Regions from separate parts of the Hordeum vulgare genome. Here region 1 is linked to region 2. Evidence: chromatin contacts called from public Hi-C data. All regions are on one chromosome and are shown on one strand. The core of a region is the stretch at or near the end of the contact, and the rest is flanking DNA. Distances in the headings are between cores, read along the strand shown. Region 1 holds the start of LOC123443280 (putative F-box/LRR-repeat protein 23). Region 2 holds the start of LOC123443121 (replication protein A 70 kDa DNA-binding subunit C-like).

The links. Hi-C and Micro-C count contacts between places; a contact is called where the count stands out from the background.
Region 1: a Hi-C map of leaf shows a contact between it and region 2, with 4 times the contacts expected there. The contact joins the promoter of LOC123443280 here to the promoter of LOC123443121 in region 2. A contact is called at or near these places in 2 of 6 Hi-C or Micro-C datasets (leaf and seedling).

The regions. Positions count from the first base shown.
Region 1 is chr1H:10,827,242-10,832,430 of MorexV3_pseudomolecules_assembly, forward strand. LOC123443280 (putative F-box/LRR-repeat protein 23) reads right to left here and starts at 1,422. Exons shown (of 2, transcript XM_045119649.1): 1 at 963-1,422. The coding sequence starts at 1,285.
Region 2 is chr1H:10,551,026-10,556,399 of MorexV3_pseudomolecules_assembly, forward strand. LOC123443121 (replication protein A 70 kDa DNA-binding subunit C-like) reads left to right here and starts at 3,545. Exons shown (of 2, transcript XM_045119430.1): 1 at 3,545-4,035; 2 at 5,186-5,374. The coding sequence starts at 3,743. It overlaps LOC123404467, which reads left to right. Exons shown (of 2, transcript XM_045098400.1): 2 at 1-322.

The DNA of each region.
Region 1 (5,189 bases), core at 172-2,671, 270 kb after region 2:
CCAATTCGAGTAAATGATGATTTGAACCCAGGTGGTGGGCCCACCCCAATATGTAAGTTAACTACATGAAAAGTGCAGGCACACTAAAACGTTCATCCTGAAGTACATGGGTTGGATTGTTGTATAAAATTGTGAAAATTTCCAAGGTTGCATGTTTCTGGATAATCTAAATGCAAGAGAGAACTGTGTACAAGTGAAAGGTACTGGAAGATACATGAACCAAAAACAGTTACTGGAAGATTAACAGAGAAGTCTGCAGCTACCGAAGGCAGGATTGTAGGAAATGCCAAATTCAATCACGCATCAATCTTGCGGTGAAACTGCCTACCTTTGGGAGAAGAACACCAGCAGAAAAAACACACATAGAAGTCACTCATCAGGACAGTGCCAACCTACATCTTTATCAGAAAAAAAAATGGTACTCAACCGTCAAAGTGGCTATTTGGTTTTCTACAGACCTTTACATCAAGTAATTTGCTGGAAAGCAACAACAAAGTTCAGATGGCCTTTACCCCTGTAAAGTCTCCATGCTGAGACTCACCTATCGTTGTATGTTTTAGAGATCGGTCGGTCCCTATATTATATCCAAGTAGCACATTGATACCCACATTCTGACCAGTCTCAAAAATCCCGATCTTAGCTGAGATTAGTGGGAACAGGCCAATTCCCTCCAGGAAAACAAACCTTCGGCGCGCTACTCCATACACATTTTCTGTGTTGCTCCACACACATTACTGTGTCCCAAGCAACGGAGTAGACAGAATTCAGCCATCACATTTTCTATGCACATCGAATCGCACAAAGACTAGAGAATACGTACAAATTAAAGAATACAGACTTGCCATCAGTTAAAGAAGTTGTTGTATGCACTTTAATTTAGCAGCAGCGGCAGCAAATTCGGGGGAGAGAGGAAGAAAAATCCCCCATCGCAGGGGATGTAGAAGAGGGGAGAGGCGAGAGACCTGGAGGAGATGTAGGCGAGGAGGGCGTCGGTGACGAAGGTGTCGGCGCAGAAGGACTGGAGGGTGCCGGCGGCGCGGTCGACGGCGGCGCGGGCCATGGCCTCGGCCTCCTCGGTCTCGAGGATGTCGCCGTGGTGGGTCATGTCGAGGCGGCGCCACAGCGCGGCGTCGCCGTCCGCGAGCCGGCGCCACGCGCGGCACGCCCGGCCGGCCCCCGCCAGGATGTCGGCCACGTCCAGCTTCCCGAACACCGCGAACAGCGCGTCCGACGGCATCCCCGCCCAGTCGCGGATCTCTACCTCCTCCTCCTCCTCCTCCTCCATTGGCGGCGGCGACGGGCTAGGGTTTGCCGGACGGGGGAGGAGGGGTGGTCGGCGTGGGTGAGAAGGAGATGCTCCGAGGACAGACTTCACTCGCCAATTATGCACCGGTAAATAAATTTACTCTGCTCTCTCTCTCTAGGGCCAACTTTTTTTTTTAACAAAAGGGTCCCGAAGGACCCAGACCTATGTCAATGCATCGTCTTTTATTAAAACTAGCAAAAGGACCCGTGCATTGCAACGGGAGAAAAACAATTATAATCTCCAATGATGCTGATCATATAATGCCTTTAAAATTTTAGAACATTTCTTAAAATGCATGAACATTTTTTGAATTAGTAAACATTTTTTCAATTGCACTCAAAAAATAACACACAAACTTTTTTTCAAAATCATGGACTTTTATTGTTTTCACCAACATTGTTCTAAAAATTATGAACATTTTTCTGAATATGCGAATATTTTTACAAAAATCCTGAGCATTTTTTGAATTCACAAACACTTTATATTTTCTTCAAACTTTTATTTCAAAATTCCCAGTTTTATAAATTGCAAAAGTTTTTCAAAGTTCTCAATTATTTAAACTAAAAAATGGAACAGAAAAATAAAAATAAAAAATGAGACTAAAAACAGAGGCACGAACTGTTTTTAAGATTTTTACACGGACTTTTGTTTAAAATCATTGACTTTTTTATTTTATGGACATTTTCTCAAAGTTTAAATATTTTTTTATATGCAAACATTTTTCGAAACTCCTGAGTAGTTTTTGAATATTCTCAAAAAAATATGTTTTTCTGAATATTTTATTTTGAAATTCTCAGTTTCTTAAAATTGAAAAAAGTTGTTTGAAGTTCTAAATTAATTAAAGTAGAAAAACAAAATGGAACTGAAAAGAAAAATAAAAAAACTAAACTAAAAAAACAGGCGCCCACACATGGGCCGGCCCAAACAGGTGTGCTGCATCTTTTTCCAACGCCCATAGCGTAATATAGGAGGTGCCTACATGGGCCGGCCCAGTCCGGAGATTTTTCTGTTTGAAACGTTTTTATGACTTATAGGTGGCATTGGTGGGTAATTTTAGTCAACTTTAAGGGCAATTTGGATGACGTACGGAAGAAGCACTGTTTGTTTTATTAGTAGGTAAGATAAGATATAGAATCATGCCAATGCATTGTTTCTTATGAGTTGTATTTAAATAATTTGGGGCAATGCATGCATATGATTGCCCAACCCAAGTCTCGGGGGCTACTGGTTATATAGCTCATCGGAGACTAAATTACACCAACCGAAAATTCTTTTCCAAATCGTAGTTTGGTATCTTTCCTGTCAATCTGCACCTTGGCGTTGTTAAAACGTACACAACAAGGGCAACACAGTTTTCGAGGAGATTACGATCCTTAGGTTGGTCGGCCGCATCCAATCTGAGTCCCGGGGCTACTACAAACCGCGTTTTAATTCTTAGAGTATGCTGCCAAGTAAGGAATTGATCCTGAGGCCGATTTCACTAATATATCTGTGTCTCGGGAGCTACTAGGATCAGCGGTTTTATTTTTATCCTTCGGGTGCAACTCGGGTTTTAGACCGATACATACCTTGAGGGCTACTGTCTATACATATCGGTAGTAAATAAATTACACCAATCGGAAATAAATTCCGCAAAAAATAGCCTGAGACCGAGGTGGTGCACCACCTCGGAAGCAGTCCGGCATATAGGTCGAATGCGAATGGCTGGCTCCGTAAAAGACTATTCCGGCATTTAAGTCGGATGAATTCCTTCAAATTTTCACAGACCGAGGTAATCTATGACACCTCGGATGGCGACGAGCTTTGGAGCTCGGCTACAAAAATACACATCGAATGTAGTCCTGCGTTGGAGCTCAGACGCAAGATGGCACCGCCACATGGGAAACACTTCAAACCCGAGGCGTGGCATGTAAACTTCTACGGGGTTGCGAGTCATCCCGGGCGTTTGTGCTGCGTTTTGGGTGTCCAGTTGGGTGGCAATTTTGTGTCCGCGCAGGCTGCCCGACCGTTTGGGACGGATAAGTGGCATCCGATTGTAGATGATCTAATGTATGGACCAATCTTCGTGTCGAGAGGTTGTTCTTTTCCAAACATCTACCGGGAGAACAACAATTCGATTTTTTGTTTGGAGTTATGGGATAGCACCGTTGCCATTGCAACATGGATTATGTTGTGGTCACCCATTGAAATGGGAGCAACATTGGGGTGCCCCATTGCAACAGGGCCCATGTTGCAACCAACTAGCAGGCAAAAACTTGCAACATGGTCTCGCTTTGTTCATCACGTGACCGGACTGTAAAATGCATTGTGTTGGCCTTTTTTGGTTGCAACATGAAACATGTCGCAACAAGCCGACGATGTCTCCCCCGTGCCCCTGTGGTTAACCCATGGCAGTAATGTTGACTAGCTTGCGACATCAGTTGTGGGCGGTGGAGCAACGACCACCAACGAGGGAACCCGTGCCTGGGTGGCTGCATGGATCTGGTCAGTGTGGTCTCATGCGGAGGCTCTGTGGCCGGTCTACTGCTCCGCTGCGGTGGTGTGGAGGATGGCAGCACGACGGCGCTGCAATTGGTGGTAGGAGGGGGGCGGCTACGACGACGGGAGGTGTTGTGCTGGTTTCTGTCGGTCGTGTGTGATTGGTTGTTGGAGGAGGCAAGCTCTCTGACGCATCATGGATTCTTGCGATAGACGTCGGCAAGCTGCAGTGGCAATGGGTTTCGTGAGCTCAGGGCAAAAGCCTTGCTTGACCACAGTTAATGCCGGCATCGATGGCGTTCTTGGACATCGTTTCCCTCCTTTAAGGCGTCGTCGTGTGGATCCCCTTCACACCTCCTGTCGTCTTAGTCGAATTCTTGGTGAAAACCTAAGCTTTGGCCTTGGCTGCAGTAGGCATTGACGCTTTTGATCGCTTCCTCCTTGGGTGTCGGCTCCGGTTGCTAGGATGACTTAGCCGGCAGCTCGTTTAGTGTGTGGCCTCGGGGTCGGCATGTGTGTCGTTGTTGTATCGGTTTTTGACCGTTTTTTCTTATTAAGTAGCCAATTTTTCTTCTTCTATATGAAAAGGCAGAGCTGGTGCTGATTCCTAAAAAAAGACTTGATGCATTATGCTATTCCATCTATCGTATGATCACAATTTATCCCAAGGTCTAGGTTAGAGGCGAACTAGTCCGATGGAGATATAGGGGGATGGTATTCAGAGTGACGTGCTCCAGCTATTTCAGAGTTACGATAGCTAGCGAGGAGGAGACCAAACAAACTGAAAGGAAGACGACGACTTAGCTCTGAGGTAGACGCAGCGGTAGGGATCACTGTGTTCCACCAGCACCAGGATGTTGAGACTTGACAGGGTCGAAACAAGCAGCAACGACCCAGTCGGGCGCACCTACCAATTAATCCCCAAATCAACGAACGTTAAGAAACATCGATGCTCACATCAGTAATTTGGACGTGCTTGAAGCAATTGCAATGTCTTCAGCAAGGTAACGACACAAAAACATCATCATTACCAGTTATACTTTTTTTGCGCGTAACATTACCAGGTATACTGACTTGTGTCACCTTGGATTTTACCCGTGAGCTCTAGACCGGGTATTCGGGTAGCACAACATCAAAGTCAATCAAATTTTATCACCGGAAGGGGAGGCCGGTGGCGGTGTACCTTTATAGTTAGATGTATATCTTCTTAACTGACTTTTCCTAATTCGAAGTTGACTGGATTTTAAAAAGGTACTCAGTCCACTAAAATTGCACATTAGTTAGTTATAGAGGAAATTTAGTCCGTGTTTAATATGTGAGAAATGATATTGCGATTGTTGCATGTTAATCCAAAGGACTAGAAAAGTATCCGTGGTGAAGAAAAAGTCAATCAACTTACACACCG
Region 2 (5,374 bases), core at 2,295-4,794:
CAGCTCTGACTGTTGTAGTTTCAGAACAGAGTAATTTTGGGAGACGAACAGTTTGGATAGGCAAACGGTGTCCGATTGAGCTGAAATTATGAGGGGATCTCAGGAACTCGTGTGTCTACTTGTCTTTCAAATTTGGTGCTATTTGGTTCAGCGGTTTAAGATCAGTTTGCAAAATATTGAAGGGGATAGAAGTTGTGTGTACTCGGCTTTGCTGTAATCTTGTCTCTTGTTGTTGTTGTTGTTGTTGTTGTTGTCGGTTGGCAATGTGAAGAGTGTGTTGTAAATATCTCTAGAGGTTTTAAAGAAGATTTTGTATTCATCATTCTCATATTGAAGTTGTGTGGACCGGTCGGTCCATAGCCGTGGTTTTTTTACTCCTCACCTTGAGGAGGTTTTTCCACGTTAAATCATGTGTCACATGTGCATGTTGCTTGTGTTATGTTGTCTTCAAAGTTCATCACAAGTGGATGGGGTTGTGTAGTGTGCATATTTGCCGTGTCGGTGAATTTGTGCAGCTCATTGTTGTTGTCTAGCTCCAACAAAGTGGCATCATAGCCTTGGTTTGCTTGTGCAAATTACTGAGTTTTTTGTGATGAAAGATGGAAGTGAATACCAGCAGGATGATACCTTCGAATGGTACAAATTTTCAAGCATGGAAGCGCAAGATGGAGGACTTCTTGTATGTCAAAGAATACTGGAAGCCAGTGTTCTCCACTGAGATGCCGGAGGGCATTGAGGAAGGTCAATGGAAGGTACTACATCGCTAAGCTTGTGGGTTTATTCGATAATGGGTTAATGACAATGTTTTGAACCATATCATTGATGAGGCACATGCACGCACCTTATGGCCGAAATTGGAAGAGTTATTTGCCCGAAAAGAAGGTACAAACAAGATGTTCTTGATCAAACAATTAATTTGTTTGACAAAGAGGGCATTCTAATTGCAGATCATGTGAATACATTCCAAGGCATTATAAATCAGTTTTCTTCAATGGGAATAACATTTGAAAATGAAGTGAGAGCCTTGCTTCTGGTAGGCTCATTACCGGACAACTGGGAGACCTTTAAGGTCACGGTTTTAAGTTCAGCACCTAATGGAGTTGTCACTTGGAATCTTGTGAAAACCAGGGTACTAAATGAAGAATCCAGAAAGGTGGCTGAAGCTAGTTTTTTCTCACATTCAGAGGTGTTGGTCACTCAGTCCAGGGGAGAAGCAAGAGCAGAGGTCGAGGTAAAGGGGCGAAAAGAGGTAGGAGCAAATCAAGAGGCAAGTATGATGATTATGAATGCCATCACTGCCATCAGAAGGGCACATTAAGTGGCAATGTGACAAGTGGAAGAAAGAAAAAAGAAAAAGAAGAAGAAAGATCAGAAGCAAGCTAACAGTGGTAGTGACACAGAGGGCAACAGAGTTACTACAGTAGGCGAGGAGATCATGCTTGTTATGCATGAAGAAAATGAGGGCAGATTTGGTTCCACTGTTGAGGAGCGGATCACTGTTGTTTCTGATGAAACGGTCAACCTTGTGGACGGTGACGAGATGATTTGGATACCAGACAACGGTGCCACCATTCATGCTACATCTCGCAGGGAGCTCTTCACTAACTATATGTCCGGTGATTTTTGTGTTGTGAAGATGGGGAACAATGATAGGACAACCATCTATGGAAAAGGAGATGTGCATTTGGAGACTGCAAATGTTACGTACAAGGTTAGTCCTCAGGTCTGTGAGGCATGTTGAGGCACTTCATCTCAATACTATCTCAGTTGGTTTGCTTGATGGAGATGATTACTTGAGCAGTTTTGGAAAAGGGCAATACTAGCTCACCAAAGGCAACATGATTCTTGCAAGAGGTAAAATAGTCTCAGTTTTGTATCATGTTCATACTAAGCTCTTTAGTGCTTCCGTCAATGCCCTAGAGAAGGATGATCATTGTGCTCTATGGTACAAGAGACTTGGGCGCATGAGTGAGAAGGGGATGACGGTGCTATTGAAGAAAAAATTGTTGAAGGGTGTGAAAGGAGTTCACATCAAGGAATGTTCACATTGCCTAGCAGGGAAGCAACACATAGTTGCCTTCAAGACTCTACCCCCTCACAAGAAGTCCGAGAAGCCGGACTGATACATTCAGATGTTTGTAAAATGTCGGTAAGATCTCTTGGTGGTGCAAAGTACTTTGTGACTTTTATTGATGACTTTTCCAGGAAAGTTTGGGCCTTCACTTTGAGGACCAAAGATCAAGTACTAGGTGTATTCAAGCAATTCCAAGCCTCAGTTGAGAGAGAAACTGAGAAGAAGATCAAGTGCATTCGCACTGATAATGAAGGAGAGTATATTGTGCCATTTGATGCATGTTGCAAGGAGGAAGGTATTAGGCATCAATTTACTCCCTCAAAGACACCAAAGCTGAATGGTGTTGCTGATAGGATGAACAGGACAATTGTGGAGAGAGTTAGCTAGGATGAACATGCTTTGATGTAATCTTGTCTCTTGTTGTTGTTGTTGTTGCCGTTGTCGGTTGGCAACGTGGAGAGTGTGTTGTAAATATCTCTAGACGTTCTAGAGAAGATTTTGTACTCATCATTCTCACAGTGAAGTTGTGTGGACCGGTTGGTCCATTGCCGTGGTGTTTTTACTCCTCAACTTGAGAAGGTTTTTCCACGTTAAATCTTGTGTCACATGTGCAGGTTGTTTGTGCTATTCCGTTGCTTGCTTGTTGGTTGAAGCTTCCCTTCAAGTTCATCACAAGTGAAGGGGTTGTGTAGTGTGCGTATTTACCGTGTCGGTGAATTTGTGCAGCTCATTGTTGTTGTCCAGCGCCAACAACTTTTACTTGTGGTATTGCATCACTTCAACACTTTGATTTACAGATGCAATACGAGGATCCCTAAATTATGGGACCCTGATATTGCATCTGTTCCAACACTTCAACTACGACCTTCTTCGAGGACGGGATTAAAGTCGACAGTGAAAAAATGTGGTCAAGGGAATGTTTGTGCTTCTCTAGCCCTATGACCGCACAAAGTCGAATCGCTAGATGACCATCGACACATGAAAATCCCCTAGGCCCCGCGTTAAGACCCATGGGCACCCACTCATCAAGTACGAGAGCGTGCACGGGCAAAGATGACCTATCCCTAATGTCATAACACCGCCATCACCTGGACACCCTGTCACGTTCGAGAATCAAACATATCTCCTCGCCACCAACAAAGGGGCCACACCGATGTCCCGAGGGCCCTCGACGCCCGAATGTAAAAATCGAACAATGCCGGCGAAAAGTGCTTGATTAGATGGCGGCCTCGATCGGCCTTCACGAACATCCTTGCTGCCAAGGCGTTCCCTAACTCGGTTCTCTTCGTTCCATCCTTGTTACAATGATCTAACCCCAATCCGTTGCCAACATCGTCGGCCCCGTCGTCGCCGGCGAGGGATAAGACTTCACACTTGAAGAAAAAGGAGAAAAAGAAACCTGTACCCCTGCCAATCGAAATTTCAGTTTCCCTCTCTACCGAAAACGCTCCCCCCACTACGCGGGGCGCTCCACCCGAAAACTTAAAACGCGAAACGCTCTGCACCCGGTCCATAGACCCACCCCCACCCCACCTGCAAACCGCCTCCTTCCTTCCTTCCCCCGCAAACCAGCCGCCGCCGCCGCCGCCGCCGCTCCCTCTCCTCATCTCCCCCGCCCAGATCCGAAACCAATCCAATCCAACCCCGCCCCGTCCCGCCGGCGAGGGGATGGAGGGGGCGCCGCGGCTGACGCAGGGGGCGGTGAGGGAGATATGGGAGCTGCCGGACGGGCCGGGGAACATCCAGCCGGTGCTGCAGGTGGCGGACCTGCGCACCGTCACCACCAAGAACCACGTCGGCCACCTGTCGGAGCGCTACCGCATGCTGCTCTCCGACGGCGTCCACTCCCAGCAGTCCATGCTCGCCACAACCCACAACCACCTCGTCAACACCGGCGCCCTCCGCATCGGCTCCGTCGTCCACCTCCTCGACATCACCTGCAACACCATCCAGAACCGCAGGTCCGCCCGCCTCCCCCCCCTCGATTTCTCTCCTCCCGACAAAGACTGGATCTTGGCCCGCTTCCTTCCTCCGGTTCGATTCGCGGGGGCGCTAAAACCGGGGTACATATTATTATGAATCAATCAAAAGATTTAGGGTTGCCGATGGGATCTTGCGCTAGTTTCTTGCAACTTATTACACTACTTATTATGAATCGAAAGATGTAGAGATGTCGAATCTGCAGTGTCCGCCCGTATGAGCTCTGAAACCCGTGTTATTTAGATGAATATAGTGAGGGGAATTTCTTGTTTGACCCCGTGTTCTTTAGATGAATGTTTTTAGCTTTTCATGTCTGCTGGTGTGCCAAGAATAAAAAATGCTAGACTTACGGACCACTTGTACATAAAATTACGGACCTTTTTTATCCAATGCTAAAACTGCCCCCCTGATTTTCAGGGGTGGACCCGCGTCCTTCCTAATCTCCAATAAGAAACTGACTAATCATCCCGTAACATCCATCAGCCCGTAATTGCCCGTGGATGTAGCAAAGCTCGCCAAGAATTAGCCTGCGAGCTGCAATCTCGCTTTTCCGTGGCCTGTAAATATAGTTTGGTTTCCTGTCCCATCGTGATTTGACGTGTCGTTGTATTATTGCGGGTCTACCCTGATCCAATGAAATTCACTATGCTTTTCATGTGTTATTAACAAGTTCCAGTGCCAAGAACCCTAGTTCTTTAAGAAACTACCCTTGCTGTGTTATGATTTTATCAGCCCATGGCGTCGTGTTTTTAATTTTGCTTGTGTTGTATATTGTGCCAATGCTGCTAAAGCAAAATTGAACCAATGGAACAGTTTACATCATGTGCTGTCATGTCTGAGTTATCGGACTTGCATAAGTGTTTGGAACCTTGTTTGTTCTTGTGACTGTGATTAAACATGCATATTTCTAGAATATACTAGCAAATAGCATGGGCTGGCTGGATCTTATAAATTGTAAGGCTGTGTTTTGTTGTTATATTCTCCAGCCTCGTCTTCAATTTGCTATTCTTTTCTGTAACTACCACTGTATGACCTGACTTTGTTTCTAGAAAACAAAAATCCTATGGTATAACTAACCAGATTTCTTTCAGGGAACTTCCGATAGCTGACAATTTTCTCTGTTTCATTCAGGATTATTATTGTTGTTGAACTTGAGGTTCTGCAAAGTGAGTGTGACTTGATCGGGAAGCCAAAGATTTATGAAAAGAGCTTATCTGCGGGACAGGCGCCTAACTTACCGGCCAGTGCTGCTCAAGCAAATAACAGAAACTATTCCAATGGTCCTGGCATGCTGGGCAATGGTGTTGTCCCAAAGGTGGA